Linked DNA regions of Ovis aries: region 1 is linked to region 2. The links are chromatin contacts, called in public Hi-C maps. All regions are on one chromosome and are shown on one strand. Each heading gives the region's core, a stretch centred on a gene start, on an enhancer-like site or on the middle of the called end of the contact. The rest is flanking DNA. Distances are from core to core; before and after follow the strand shown. Region 1 overlaps RIGI (RNA sensor RIG-I). Region 2 holds the start of ACO1 (aconitase 1).

Region 1 (7,821 bases), core at 64-2,563, 76 kb before region 2:
TCAGTGTCAGTAGATCACACAGCTAGGTCGGGGTAGAGCTGGCAGAGTCCATCTGGCTAAACTCTGCATCTGTTGTCCTGACCAGAACTGTTTGAAGCATAAATCAGTTCAGTTCAGTTCAGTCGCTTAGTCGTGTCCAATTCTTTGCAACCCCATGAACAGCAGCACGCCAGGCCTCCCTGTCCATCACCAACTCCTGGAGTTCACCCAAACTCATGTCCATCGTGTTGGTGATGCCATCCAGCCATCTCATCCTCTGTCGTCCCCTTCTCCTCCTGCCCCCAATCCCTCCCAGCATCAGGGTCTTTTCAAATGAGTCAGCTCTTTGCATGAAGTGGCCAAAGTATTGGAGTTTCAGCTTCAACATCAGTCCTTCCAGTGAACACCCAGGACTCATCTCCTTTAGGATGGACTGGTTGGATCTCCTTGCAGTCCAAGGGACTCTCAAGAGTCTTCTCCAACACCACTAGGACAACTAAAAAAATTTTACTGAGTAATAGAAGGTAAATTAAGACAAAAGAAACCCTGGGACTACCCCGGTGGTCCAGTGGCTAAGGCTCCAAGCTCCCAATGCAGGGAGCCCACATTCAATCCTTGGTCAGGGAACTAGATCCCACATGCTGCAACTAATACCGGCTGCTGCTGCTAAGTCGCTTCAGTCGTGTCCGACTCTGTGCGACCCCAGAGACGGCAGCCCACCAGGCTCCCCCGTCCCTGGGATTCTTCAGGCAAGAACACTGGAGTGGGTTTCCATTTGCATGAAAATGAAAAGTGAAAGTGAAGTCGCTCAGTTGTGCCCGACTCTTAGTGACCCCATGGATTGCAGGCTACCAGGCTCCTCCGTCCATGGGATTTTCCAGGCAAGAGCACTGGAGTGGGGTGCCATTGCCTTCTCCGACGTACCGGCACAGCCAAGTAAAAAACTTTTGAAAAAGAAAGAAAAGAAACAGCATTTTCTTGAATGGCTGACTATTTTAAAGCTGTGCCTTCACTGCAAATCCAGTTGTGCATTTATCATAGCCCACAATCAAAATAGAAATGAGGCTTTAGCTTTGTAAAATAGCTCCAGAGTTTATATAGACACATGCATGAATGAAAATAGCGATGGCATTTCTGAAAAAATAACTCACGAATAGATAATGCCCTACCCAGTACTGAAGTACAAATCACCATCATTAACATTTTCATGGTTCTTGGCAAAATACTAGCCTAACAGACCAAGACGAATACAAGGAGCATTAAAGCTATGCCAGGCAGTCCTGATCAATTATTAACTCATGTTACCTCCCAACAACCTATGAAGTAAATGCTGTGACTGTTCCCATTTTATATTTGAGGCGCTTGCCCAGAATGACACGGCTGTAAGTGGTAGGAACAGGGCTACACCTAAGCTGTCTGGTTCCACCTGGAACATTGGATAAAACAGAGGCAGCCCCACAGACCAGTGGGGCAGAGCAGACCCTTCCACAGCCAGCTCTGCTCTGTAATCACCATGCTCTTTCTTCCTTGATGTTTGAGGTTTCAGGGCTTCTTCTTCTGTCACGTTCTTCTCTTTAGAGAACTTCTTTTTGCTCTTCTTTTAGGGAAGGGAACGTCTGCTGGTGCACAAATTCTTAAAATAATTTGTTTTGCTTCACCTGAGAATGTCTTGATTTCCTCTTTATTTCTAAGTATATATTGCTGCGAATATAGGCATTTGGATTGACAGGGTTTTCTTTTAGCATTTGAAAAATATTGTGCCACTTTTGTCTGCTGTCCACATTCTCTGGTGAGAAATCTGGTGTCATTCAGATGGTTTTTCCCTTGTAGGTAAGGTGCCATTTTTTTTTTTTTTTTTTTCTGGTTGCTCTCAAGATTTTTTTCCTGTGTGTTTAGAGAACAGACTTGTGTTTGCCAGGGAGGAGTGGATCGGGGAGGGAAGCTTGGGATCAGCGAATTAAATGTAAACTGTTATATGTAATAGTTTACACAACAATAGGATAAACAAGAAGGTCCTACTGGATAGCACAGCGAACATATTTAATATCCTGTGATAAACCATACTAGAAAAAAATGTGTCTATATGTGTGTAGCTGAGTCACTGTGCTATACAGCAGAGATTGGCATAACATTGTAAATCAACTACACTTCAATTGAAAAAATATTTTAAAAGACAATATAAATCAAATGATCTGGACTTCCCATAGGATAAATCTCTTAAAGGTGAAATTACCATCTAAAAACCATGTAAATCCAGAAATAGATAAATAAATGAAGGTAAGGGGCAAACCATACATACACACCGAAGTTTTTTCCTGTGTCTTTAGTTTCCGGAAGTTTAACTACAATGTGTCTTGGTGTGGTTTCTTTGCATTTATCCTGTTTGGATTTGTCCAGCATCTTCTGTCTGTAGGGTTCTGTTATGCAAAATTTGGGAAATGTTTAGTCATTGTTTCTTTGAGTACTTTTTAAGCTCTGCTCTTTCCCCTCTCCTGTCATAACTGTTAGATCTTTTTAAAGTAGTCCTAAAGTTAGCTGAGGCTCTGCTCATTTGTTAATTTTTTTCTGTTTGCTTTCTGTTGTTTAGATTGGGTCATTCCTGTTGTTCTGTCTTCCAGTTCACGGATTCTTTCCTTTGTCCTCTCTGTTCTGCTATTGAGCCCATCCACCAAACTTTTTGTTTTGGTTATTGTATCTTTTAGTTCCAAAATTTCCATTCTGTTCTTCTTTATACCTTCCATTTCTTTGTTGAGCCTCTAAGTTTGTTTGCTTCAGGAGTGTTTATGATGACCCATTGAAGCATTTTTATTATAGCTAGTTTAAAGGTTTTGTCAGATGATTCTCAAATCTCTGTCATCTCAGTGTTAACATCAACTGGTTGTCTTTTATTTTCCATTCAAATTGAGATCTTTCTGGTCTTTGGTATAAAGAGTGATTTTTAAATCAAAACCCAGAGGTTTTCATACCAGATGATGAAATTTGGGACCTTCACCTTCCGTGTTAGCTGGCTGCTTCTGATACTGTTCTGGCAGGGGAGGTAGGTGACCCTGTTTCATAACTGCCAGGTGAGGGTAGAAGTCGAGGTTTCCTACTCAGCTTCTGTTGATGTCAGCAAGGGGAGGCTCCTTGTTACTTCCGCTTGGGGATGGACGTTCTGGACCCCAGCGTGATCTCTATGGATTCTGCAGACAAGGGGGCTACCGTGTGGCATTCTCTGACACCACCAGGGGGGAGTGTTGAGATGCTTCGTATCAGCCCTAAGAAGTGGAATTCTAGGTTCCTCCCCACTAGATTCAGGGTTTCTTGGTTCTTTTTTTTTTTTTTGGTCACTGTTGTTGATTTCTCTCTGTGGAACAGCTAGTGTCTAAAAGTTTTCTGTCTCGCTAGTTGCCCCTGTCTTCATCCTTTGGCTAGAGAGACAGGCTTTTGTTCAGACTTTCTGTGTGTGCCGAGAGGTATTTCTGGTTGCCAGCTTCTTCGGCCCCATGTCTGGGATATATACACAAGGCGAAAAAAGACAAACCCCAGGGATCTCACTCACATGTGGTTTCTAGGGCCCCATGGTTCCTAGCTGGTCTGCCTTCTTCTCTTGGTCCTTCAGAATCTTATGTTTATTTTATATATAATGTTTCAGTGTTTTTAGTTGTACTTAGCCAAGGCCTAAATTTTGAGGTAGAATGTAGTCATCCTAGACATTTAACTTTAATGTAATTCAACAATATTCTTTGTGGTTTGGAAGGGAAGAGAGAAAAAAGATTTTAGGTGGTGGGGGACTCTTCTGCCTGCTGTTCTATTCAATAGGTTTATACCTTGGGAGTGGGTATTTTATTCCTAAAACAGTCAATGCATATCATATGTCTATTTGTGAAGGATTTTAAAAGTTTTACCAACTACTAATGTAGAAAGCATGGTTTGCATGACTATTTTATGGACATCTTTCATGCTTTTATGGATCTTTGATGAAGATATGGAAAGACTAATTGGAGAGGCCACAGTTAAACACTGACTAACAAAGAATTAGGAGAATCAAAATTATCTGTGGGATTTTTATAAACAAAACCAGGTACTGTATGTTCATAGAAGTTGTATAGGAATAAATTATAATGTATGGGGTGTGTGTGTGTGTGTGTGTGTGTGTGTGTGTGTATGTATTAATTATACCGAGAGTACAAATTTAAAGGTTTTTTGGTCTGCTTTTTTGCACTTAGATTCACCAGATACAGGTTCAAGAAAAATTAATCAGGGATAATCAAGGAAAAGTAAAACCTGTTGTTGATAAGAACAATAAAAAACTGCTCTGCGGAAAGTGCAAAACCTTTGCATGTTACACAGCTGATATAAGAGTGGTGGAGGTAAGCACGCTTTTCACAAAGAGCACTGGGTCATTTTTTAGCACTCATTAAAGCTTATCTATCAGTGAGAGAATTATAGTAAGAATACTCTTATTTCTTTTGTTATCCTGGCCAAGGTCCACGTATTTTTAAAAGGCTAAAACATTTAAAAGAAACCCTGAATGTTCAACAATAAAGGAATACCTTAAAAGCTGCTGCTTAACTAAATATTGTATAGCCATTACAAATAATTGTTATGCTAAATGCAATGTGGTATTCTGGATTAGATCCTAAAACAGATAAAGGTATTATTAGAAAAAGTAGTAAAATTTATAGCTTAGTAAATAGTAATGTAGCGATATTAATTTCTTAGTTCTGACAAATATGCTATGATATGTAAGATGGAAGTGCTTATTAAGGAAGCTAGGTGAAGGGTATACAGGACAGTCTTTCCAACTTTTCTGTAAATCTGCAGTTACTCCAGAATAAAATTTTTTAAATAAAATTAGGAAGCTTATGTAGTATAAGGAAAAACTTTTTACAAATTAATGGCAAAGTGGAAAAAACCCCAGGATACAAAGTAGTAAATATGCTATGATCAGAGCAGTGTGAAATAATAGCAACGATACCACCATCACCACCACCAGTGAAAACACTTAAGTTTATACCAAAAAAGGCTAGCAGAAGTATACTAAAACATACTAACATTTTGCAGTGAGACAGCATGATTCTTTTCTCTTTCTACTATTTTATGTTTTCTTAAAAAATTTTTTTTTAATTGGAGTACAGTTGTTATACAGTGTTGAGTTTCTGCTGTAGAACAACGTGAATCAGCCACAAGTACACATGTCCCCTCCCTCTTGAGCCTTCCTCCCACACCTATTTTAAGAGAAGTTTTCTAAACTTTCTTTTGGGGATATGGATCACTTTTACAATGGAAGCAAAATCACTTGATTTTAAACACATCTGCAGCTTAGTTTTCTATTTTTTTTTTTCTTAAAACCTTTAGATAAAGGATTAGAAAAGTCTCCAAAGACAAAAATTGGACGTAACTCTGTTGCTGCTGACTGGGGACAGTGGAGGGCCTGGGCTGGTTCACATGATGAGTTGTTACATTAGGGATGTTTAGTCTTCAGAAAGCAGAAGTCTCTAGTCAGTCCAACACTGGAGCAAGAAACACATTTAGGGCTAATACTAGCAAGTTCCCATACCTTTCTGAGTCTTTTCCTTTAGCTGTAAAAAGTCCTTTCAGCTCCAATTTGGGCGATTTTCTGTTGAAATAGCCCTTTTAGACTCTGTTTTCCTGAGGGCCTGGTTTGTAGGGTCTGTATTTGTTCCGTGCACTGTGAACTTTGTTCTGGTTTATTCTAGTGTTGTGGGTGGGGCCAGTGGACAGCTTAGGCCCTGAGACTCTTCAGATACACACTGACCCTTTGTTGTTCTCTGTGTCCTTGGGATTCTTCTGTCACGGCCACTGGTGAACTTGGGCTTCCCAGATCTCCAGCAAATAAATACCCCTTTGTCTCTGAATTAATACCGAGTATCTGTTAATATTTTCAGGGGTTTCCCTGATGGCTCGGTGGTAGAGAGTCCACCTGCCAATGCGGGAGACTCAGGTTCCATCCCTGGGTCGGGAAGATCCCCTGGAGAAGGGAATGGCAACCCACTCCAGTATTTTTGCCTGGAGAATCCCACAGAGAGAGGAGCCTAGCCGGCTACAGTCCATGGGGTTGCAGAGCCAGATGTGACTTAGCGACTACAACAGTGACAGTCTATTTTCAGGAGCCAGGTTGCCTGGAAACTTCTTAGTCCTTCTCTGCATGAAGTGTCCCCCATCAACTCACTGGTACCTCCACGCCCACCCTCACCTCCATCTGTGTGGTTGGGAGTCAGACTGCATGGATTCTACTCTGGTCTTGAGGCAAATTCACATTTCCTCCCTACTCCATCTGTAAAAGAAGTGGGATCCTGCCTCCTTCTCATCTCAGATTATTGTGGAATTTTATTTTTTAAATCACAGTTACATTCTGGTTCTAACATTCTGTTTCGGGTGCTATTCAATCCCTTTATCTATAGGAATGCCATTTCACTGTGGTTAGAGATGCTTTCAGGGAGTGCTTTGTGACTAAGTCACATCCCAGCCCGAAGAAATTTGGGAATTTTGAGAAGAAATCTAAGATCTTCTGTGCCAGGAAGGACTGCCTCCATGACTGGGGAATTCACATGACGTACAGGACATTTGAGATTCCAGTTATAAAGATCGGAAGTTTTGTGGTGGAAGATGTTGCGACTGGAGCTCAGACACTGTATTCAAAGTGGAAGGACTTTAATTTTGAGAAGATCCCATTTGATGCTGCAGAAATGTCCGCTGGTGCTCAGGACCTCAATCTGCAGGCAATGAATGGCCTTGAATGAAGAAATTAGACCTGTGGGTAAATCATGGATCTCTTTGTACTACGGTCGTTATTTTTCCTATGGCTTGTACCATACTGAGTATTTATCACTCAACTTCTGTTCGTTTTCAGCAGTTTGTACTGATACTATATCATGTCTGTCAAGCAGAAGGGAGTGGATTAGAGCACTCGATTCTTTGTTGGCTGGGAAAGCTTGGGAAAAATGAATAAGCCTTAACTTGTTGCCATCCTTCCTTTCAGAACCCACTGCACCCACAGCCAATTAGATACACCGGGATCAGTGAATGGGTGAATGGACTGGTGAAAGGTTTTCCATTCTTCCCTTTCCTTAACCCACTATGAAGTCAAGTGAAGTCACTCAGTTGTGTCCGACTCTTTGTGACCCCATGGACGGTAACCTACCAGGCTCCGCAGTCCATGGAATTTTCCAGGCAAAAATACTGGAGTGGGGTGCCATTTCCTTCTCCAGGGGATCTTCCCAACCCAGGGATCGAACCCGGGTTTCCTGCATTGCAGATTGACGCTTTTACCGTCTGAGCCACTAGGGAAGCCCCTATGCTGAAGCTGAAACTCCAATGCTTTGGCCACCTGATGCAAAGAACTGACTCATTGGAAAAGACCCTGATGCTGGGAAAGATTGAAGGCGGGAGGAGAAGGGGATGGCAGAGGATGAGATGGTTGGATGGCATCACCGACTCCATGGACATGAGTTTGAGTAAACTCTGGGAATTGGTGATGGACAGGGAGGCCTGGCGTGTTGCAGTCCATGGGGTCAAAACGACTCAGAGACAACTAAGCAACTGAACTGACTGACCTACTGTAAACTGGCTTTTGCCCTTAACTATCTACTGAAATCATTTTTGTCAAGGTCATCAGTGACTCGGGTTGTCAGATCCACTGGGCACTTCTTAGGATGTTTTTGCTGTTTTTGCCCTGTTAAATACTTCTTTCTCGGAACTCTGTCTTGGCCACTAGCTCTTGTAACTCTTCCCCAGTCTTTCCTGTTGGCTTCTTTTTCTGATCCCTCATGTGCTGGTAATTCCAGAGGTTCAATGTACATACATATCCATAGGCATGAGAGTCACATATACTTGTAT
Region 2 (6,899 bases), core at 4,086-6,585:
AGAATCTGGTCTGGCTCCCAAATCCATGTCATGTTTAGAGAGCTTCCTGGCTTTGCATGTTCCCCATAGCCAATCCCAGAGAAGGGGGCAACAGAGGATGAGATGGTTGGGTGGCATCACTGACCCAATGGACATGAGTTTGAGCAAGCTCCAGGAGACAGTGAAGGACAGGGAAGCCAGGCATGCCGCAGTTCATGGGGTCAAAAAGAGTCAGACACGACTTAGCAACTGAACATCCCAGGCTTCAGGAACCTGGTCTGGCTCCCCAGTACACGTCATGTTCAGAGAGTTTGTCTTTGGATGTTGCCAATATTCAATCCCAAAGCCCTTTGGTTTCCAATCTACTCTTAAAATCAGACTCTGCCACTTTCTGTCATAGACAAGATTCACTCTAGCTGTCTAAACCTATTTACTTTTTGCAGATTTAAGGTAACATTACCTGACTGCACTGCTCTGCCCAGCTCACAAGGGCCACTGTGATTATTAAAGGAGGCACTAGATGAAAAGATGATGAATATTGGAAATGACTCTACACCCAGGAGCTACCAGTATTCATGACATTGATTGATATCAACTTACTTCATGGGGCGTGTGGACCCTACATGTAGTCTATTTCTTTTACTGAAGATTTAAGCCTACATCTTACAACATGATAGATATTCTAAAAGAGGGTCACTGTTTCCTGTTGAGGAAAAAAAGCACTCCAGAATCAGAGAGGGCTTCCAGATACATGTGAAAAAATGACAACAGACCAGAAAGATAATTTCCTCAAAAAAAGTTGCCTTTTTTATATTGGCTCAAATTGGAGATTCTTTTTGTTGCAGTCCTTTAAAAATTATGTGGATGAGATAAAACATTTGTGGTCCTAGACAATATGGGAAAAATTTCCCTTGAACATGATACATTTCTCTTGTAATCAAAAATGTTCTCCAGTGCTTGAGTTAAATTAATTTAGCATCTATCTCTTGAGCATCTTCTCTGCACAAAGTATTGCTTCCCTGGTAGCTCAGTTGGTAAAGAATCCACCTGCAATGCAGGAGACCCTGATTTGATTTCTGGGTTGGGAAGATCCCCTGGAGAAGGGATAGGCTACCCACTCCAGTATTCTTGCCTGGAGAATCCCCATAGACAAATGAGCCTGGCGGGCTATAGTCCATGGGGTCACAGTCGGACACGACTGAGTAATTAAGCACAAGCAGCACAGGAGAAAGGGAGAAAGGAAAACCTTGTTTTACTTGAATATTACAAAGATGATGATCTGGCTAAGGAGACTGAAATAAGCTTGCTGTTTGCAAAGGGTCATAAGAGAGGCCAGAGGAAAGAGACAGCTGTGACTAGGGGAGGTGAGAAAGCCTTAACAGAGCAGAACTGGGAGACAGGAAGAAGAAAGGCCAAGAGGCAAGCAAACGCAGAGGCAGAGAAGCGGGACCACATAGCAAGTGTGTGAAACCCACTCTAGGGGTTCAGTCATGCTGACTGCAGGGCACAAGACTTTAAGATTTTGCTACAGCAGTCAGCACATGCTTGATACTAAAAAGACACAACAAAGAATACTTTTTTCATTAGTTTATACAGTTGAACATAAAGATGTTAATGTTCATAACTGCTGAAGCTGGGGATTTATAGTCTCCATTTCTTTGTATGTCTGAAGTTTTCCATTAAAAAAAGGCCAGTGAGTCTGGGGAGGTAGTCAGCTGATGGCTTCTCGGGTGATGGTGCAAATCCAATAAGAACTGTCTAACCTCTGGGTCACTTGGAAGGAGAGGGCAGGGCTGATTGGAAGGAGAGATTGGAGCTGATCTTACAGGGGGAAGTAGACACCACACAATGTGACTGAGGGCTGTTTTTGTTTCCCCCCTGAGTCGCTTTCCACACACTTCTTTCTCCACTTCCCACTGGGAGGAAGGGAGTAGCAAGGGTCTGCTACTGGCCAGGTTGTATGGTCCATCTAAGCAAAACGAAGGCAATTATGTTGTCCTCTGTATACAAGTAACTGTAGAGGCTATTTCTGGTCACATCAAGTTTAATACTTGTTTAGTGGTTGCTAGCAACTATTAATCAGAGGAGGCAATGGCACCCCACTCCAGTGCCATTCTTGCCTGGAGAATCCCAGGGACTGGGGAGCCTGGTTGGCTGCCGTCTATGGGGTCGCACAGAGTTGGACACGACTGAAGCGACTTAGCAGCAGCAGCAGCAACTATTAATAAGCAAAGTGAAGATAAATAAAAATCTACTGTACCCTACCACCAAGAGAAAACCACTTGGCATGTGGGCATATCCTTTGCCCCACTTGGTGCGTGGGCACATCAGAACGTACATGAACATGCTTTCTCTTCTCGTAACTTTCTCACAGAGAAACAGTCTTGGGTATCACATTTTTAAAATTTTAAAACTGTACTTTATGACATTTCATGAAATAGCACTTTACAACAGCAGTTTAAGGGGGGTATGATGATCCACTGAAGAACAGTCTGATCTGGTGGCTTCTAACCTTACATCAAACTATACTGTTCAAGAATGTTTTGATCTCAGAGGGCTCTCTCCTAGTATCATTTTGACTTAATATATATATACTAGTATCACAGATACTAGTTTAGAAATGTGATGTAATAAAGTAATTTGTTTTCTTGGGAGAGAGGGAGTAGTGGTAACATTCTTATCAGAGAAATACTCCTATCTTCTTTGAAAAAGTGTATGTTGTTGGGATTTCAGTTTTTGTTTTCAGATTGTAAAAGCAATACAGGAATGCTGCTAAACAGGTGGTCATATGGTATCATAAAGAGTAACAAGGAGAAGGTTCCTGCCTTTTTTCTGACTCCATTGCCCAGAACTGACTGTTAATGGTTTGGGATGTCTGTCTTCCAAACATTTATAAGGCCATGGTGTGTGTATGTGTGTCCAGTTGCTAAGTCGTGTCTGATTCTTTGCAACCCCATGGACTGTACCCTGTCAGGTTCTCCTGTCCGTGGGATTTTCCAGGCAGAAATACTGGTGTGGGTTGCCATTTCCTTCTCCAGAGGTCTTCCCGACCTAGCGATAGAACCCTCATCTCCTATATTGGCAGGCAGATTCTTTACTGCTAAGCCACAATGGTGCTCTTATAAGGCTATATATGTACCTAATTTCTATCTGGAACTTGTGCTGACAGAGCAAGAAGCCAAGGAAGAAATCCAATGAGGGGTCCCCACCTACCACACAGCAGCCTGCAGGACACTGGGGTCTGGCAGAGGCTGAGGAAGGGCCACCCACAGGGACAAACACCCCCCAACCCCGAAAGTGGAAAGGGAAAGAGCACCAAGACTGGGAATCATATTCCAATAAATGCAAGGTTGCACAACCACACACAGAAGTGATCATGGAGGAAAGGGAGGCAATAACATGCCTCCCTGTTCTCTTCGAAATCACTTCCGACCCACTTGGAAGCTCTTGAACAAACTCCTCCACACTTGGCACCGGCTCCCTATGGGCATGTCTCTGAACCCATAGGTCCTGTGTGCCACATCCCCACTACAATCTGAAGGCATACATAGGCCACCTCTGCAGGCACAGAAATAACCTAAGGCATCTGAGAGCCTTGCCAGTTTTCAGGAGGCGTGCAGGGCTCATTATCTTTTACGTGGGGACACAGTACTTGGGTTTCCAGAGTGAGGTCAGCTTGGTTGCAGCTACCAGAGGTTAACCATCCTTCCTTGGGGTGATCCGTGTTCCCATTCAGAGGAAGGATCACAAACAAGAAGCGGGATCAATGACTTGAGCCCCTGAAGCATTTCCTACTCCAGTGGTTCTCAAAGTGTGGTGCAGAGGACTCTAGGGATTCACAAAGTCAAAACCACTTTCATAATAATACCAAGATGCTATTTGATGCTTTTACTCACACACATTCAGGAGTACACAGTGGAGTTTTCCAGAGGCGATATGACATGTAATACCGCAACAGACAGTGCAGAAGCACGATATAAGAACCCTAGCTGCCACTTATTAAAACTGATAGGAGATTTGCAAAAATATAATACAATGATACTCTGGTCAGTAACATTCTATTTTGAAAGGTATGGTTATTTTCATAAACACATATCAACATATAATGCATGCATGTCTGTGTGCTCAGTCATATCAGACTCTTTGCTACCCCCATAGACTGTAGCCCATCAGGCTCCTAAGTCCACGGGATTCTCCAGGCAAGGATACTGGAGTGGGTTGCCATTTTCATATCCAGGGGATATTCCCAACCCAGGGATCAAACCCACATCTCTTATGTCTCCTGCACTGGCAGGTGGATTCTTTACCACTATTTTTAAATGAGATACTAAATATATTGAAAAATTCTGTTTTAGTTATACATGATAAATATTGAGACACATAACCCACATAAAAGCTCCTTAATATACTAATTTTTAAGAGTGTATAGGGGAGTTTGAGAACTGCTGAGAGGCTGTTTCCGACTCTCTGCCCCCGTTCCCGCAACACACACACACACACACACACACACACACACTCACTCACTCACTCACTCCTCCCTGGGTCTGTGAGTCTTTAGGATGGACTCTGTCCCCACTGCTGAGAGGCTGTTTCCGACTCTCTGCCCCCATCCCCGCAACACACACACACACACACACACACACACACACACACACACAGACACACACAGACACACTCACTCACTCCTCCCTAGGTCTGTGAATCTTCAGGATGGACTGTGTCCCCACCCCTTCCACCGAGGGTCTCTTCCCTCCTCACTCCATTTCCCCCTTACCACCTGGTGTGGACTCCCCGATCTGTCGGAACCCCAGTGGGAAATGTCCCTCCCTCGCCACCCCCAGCTCGACGAGGACTCCCCGGCGAAGCCCGCACACCCTCCTTGGGGGCAGGACTCCCCGCTTCAGTGTGCCGGGACAAGTCGCAGCGTGGATTCTCCCGGCGGCCCCCACAGCCTCGCCGACTCCCGGCTGAGGCCCGCACAAGCTCGGCGCGGACTCTCCCGGCGGCCGGCACAGCCCGGGCGAAGGAGGCCGAGGAGAGCCATTTCCAGTCCCGCCCCGGTCCTCGGCGCGGCACGGGCTGGGAACAGGGCGGAGGGGTCAGTCCCCAGGAACTAGTCCCGATTCTCCCGGCTGCCTTCCCGCTCCCCCGGGCGGCCCGGCGCGCCGCAGCCCGGCTCGGGGAGGCGGCCCGGGGTTCCGCCGACCCGCATTTCCCCCGCCGGGGCAGGGCGGCCGGCGCTCGGGCCCGGGGACCCGGGTTGGGCCGCGTCGTACTCACCGCGGGGCGCACGGCGGACTCCGACTGGCGCGGGGAACCAGGCTGGGGGCGCTCTCCCGGGCTGAGTCCAGCCGCTGGCGCCGCTCCGCCCCCTGTCGCCGCAGGGCCGCCAGCCGAGGGGCGGGGCCGGGCCGGGGCCGGGCCGGGGCCGGCGAGTGGGGCGGGGCCTGCGGGCGGGGCGGGGCTTGCGGGCGGGGCGGGGCTTGCGGGCGCGGAGACCTCGCCCGGGAGGGAGCGGGGTAGCTGGGGGTCAGCGGCAGGAAGCCGCCTCAGGACAGGATCCTCCCATGCTGGCCCAGGCCGGGGACACGCTCACTCTTGGGCGTGGAGTGTGACTGCCCAGCTCGCAGGGAAGGAGCTGAAGGGGCAGGTGAGAAATGCAGCTTTTAAAAATGATTTGACCGTCACTGTGGAGGCTTCCCTGTCCGACACCCCGGTACGTGGTCACCTCCCCTCTCTCCCCTTTGCCCCCACCCCGCCCCCATCTTAGCGCCTGGCAAAGCGAGCCGAGTGACTGCCAGGACTTCAGAGTTTCCATGGTTATGGAGTGCAAAGTTTCAGTGTTGTTGTTTTTTTATGTCTAGCAACGCTTCCTAATGCAGGCTGTTCACCTGTCAGAAGTCAGAGAAATGACTGAGTTGACTCAGCAGGCCTTCCTCACTGCGCCTAGTTTCTATAGGTTGGTTGGCGTCGCGCCTGCTCAGGCAAATTTGACTGATTAGATCTTTCTAGAGAAAAGGTGAGGGTTTTGCCCAACTTATATAAAGAGTGATTGTAGTTTTCTATCTTGAGTATATGGATATACGGCTTATAGAAAGAAGGAGTAGTGGCTATCCCCATAGGGGCCAACCTGTGTAACGTAGCGTTTTTAGCTTCCCAGGTGAGGCTAGCGGTAAAGAACCCGCCTGCCAATGCAGGAGACATAAGAAAAACGGGTTCATAACCCTGGGTTGGGAAGATCCCCTGGAGAAGGAGGAAATGACAACCCACTCCAGTATTCTTGCCTGGAGAATCCCATGGACAGAGGAACCTGGCGAGTTACAGTCCATGGGGTTGCAAAGAGTCGGGCACTGCTGAGCAACTAACACGGCTGCTACTATATTCAAGTTTGAAGAAGGACATATTTACTGTGTAGTAAACATTGCTTCCCAGGTGGCTCAGTGGTAAAGAATCCACCTGCCAGTGCAGATGGAGGCATGAGTTGAATGCCTGGGTCAGGAATATCCCCTGGAGGAGGAAATGGCAGAATCCCCATGGACAAAGCAGCCTGGCGGGCTGTAGTTCATGGGGTCGCAAAGAATTGGACATGACTAACTGAGCGCACACACACACATAACAAGCATTATATTTTTACTGTATGGGAGAAGACTTTCTTCCTACCCACTTTCTAAACTGTTACCATTCACATCCATTGAACAAACTTCCCTTGAGTGGACTGGGGTCCCCTTAGAGAGTATGTGCAGAAGGCTGAGGGGTAGGGAGAAAAGACATCCAGCTAAATTTTGATTCTTAACCAAGGCAGCCCTTCACAAAGCAAAATTTCTTAATGTTTAATGGTAACATACATGTAATAGGAGAGCTGATAATCCTTGATAGGAAATAATTAAATCAGAACTATAAAAGGAATTGAGATTTATTAG

What was found. Hi-C and Micro-C count contacts between places; a contact is called where the count stands out from the background.
Region 1: a contact with region 2 is called in a Hi-C map of liver, with 3 times the contacts expected there. The contact joins the enhancer-like site here to the promoter of ACO1 in region 2. A contact is called at or near these places in 9 of 16 Hi-C or Micro-C datasets (blood, liver, mesenteric adipose tissue and 5 more).

The regions. Positions count from the first base shown.
Region 1 is chr2:101,616,038-101,623,858 of ARS-UI_Ramb_v3.0, reverse strand. It overlaps RIGI (RNA sensor RIG-I), which reads left to right. Exons shown (of 18, transcript XM_004005323.5): 17 at 4,188-4,331; 18 at 6,387-7,821. The coding sequence ends at 6,725. Among named protein-coding and RNA genes, the nearest start is that of TRNAG-UCC, 22 kb to the right of the region's middle. Within about 2 kb of position 1,313, at least 5 of the 54 cell types and tissues checked have an H3K27ac peak or open chromatin away from gene starts, as enhancers often do. A contact at or near this core is called in liver, where this site is marked.
Region 2 is chr2:101,544,533-101,551,431 of ARS-UI_Ramb_v3.0, reverse strand. It overlaps ACO1 (aconitase 1), which reads right to left and starts at 5,335. Exons shown (of 21, transcript XM_015093260.4): 1 at 5,260-5,335.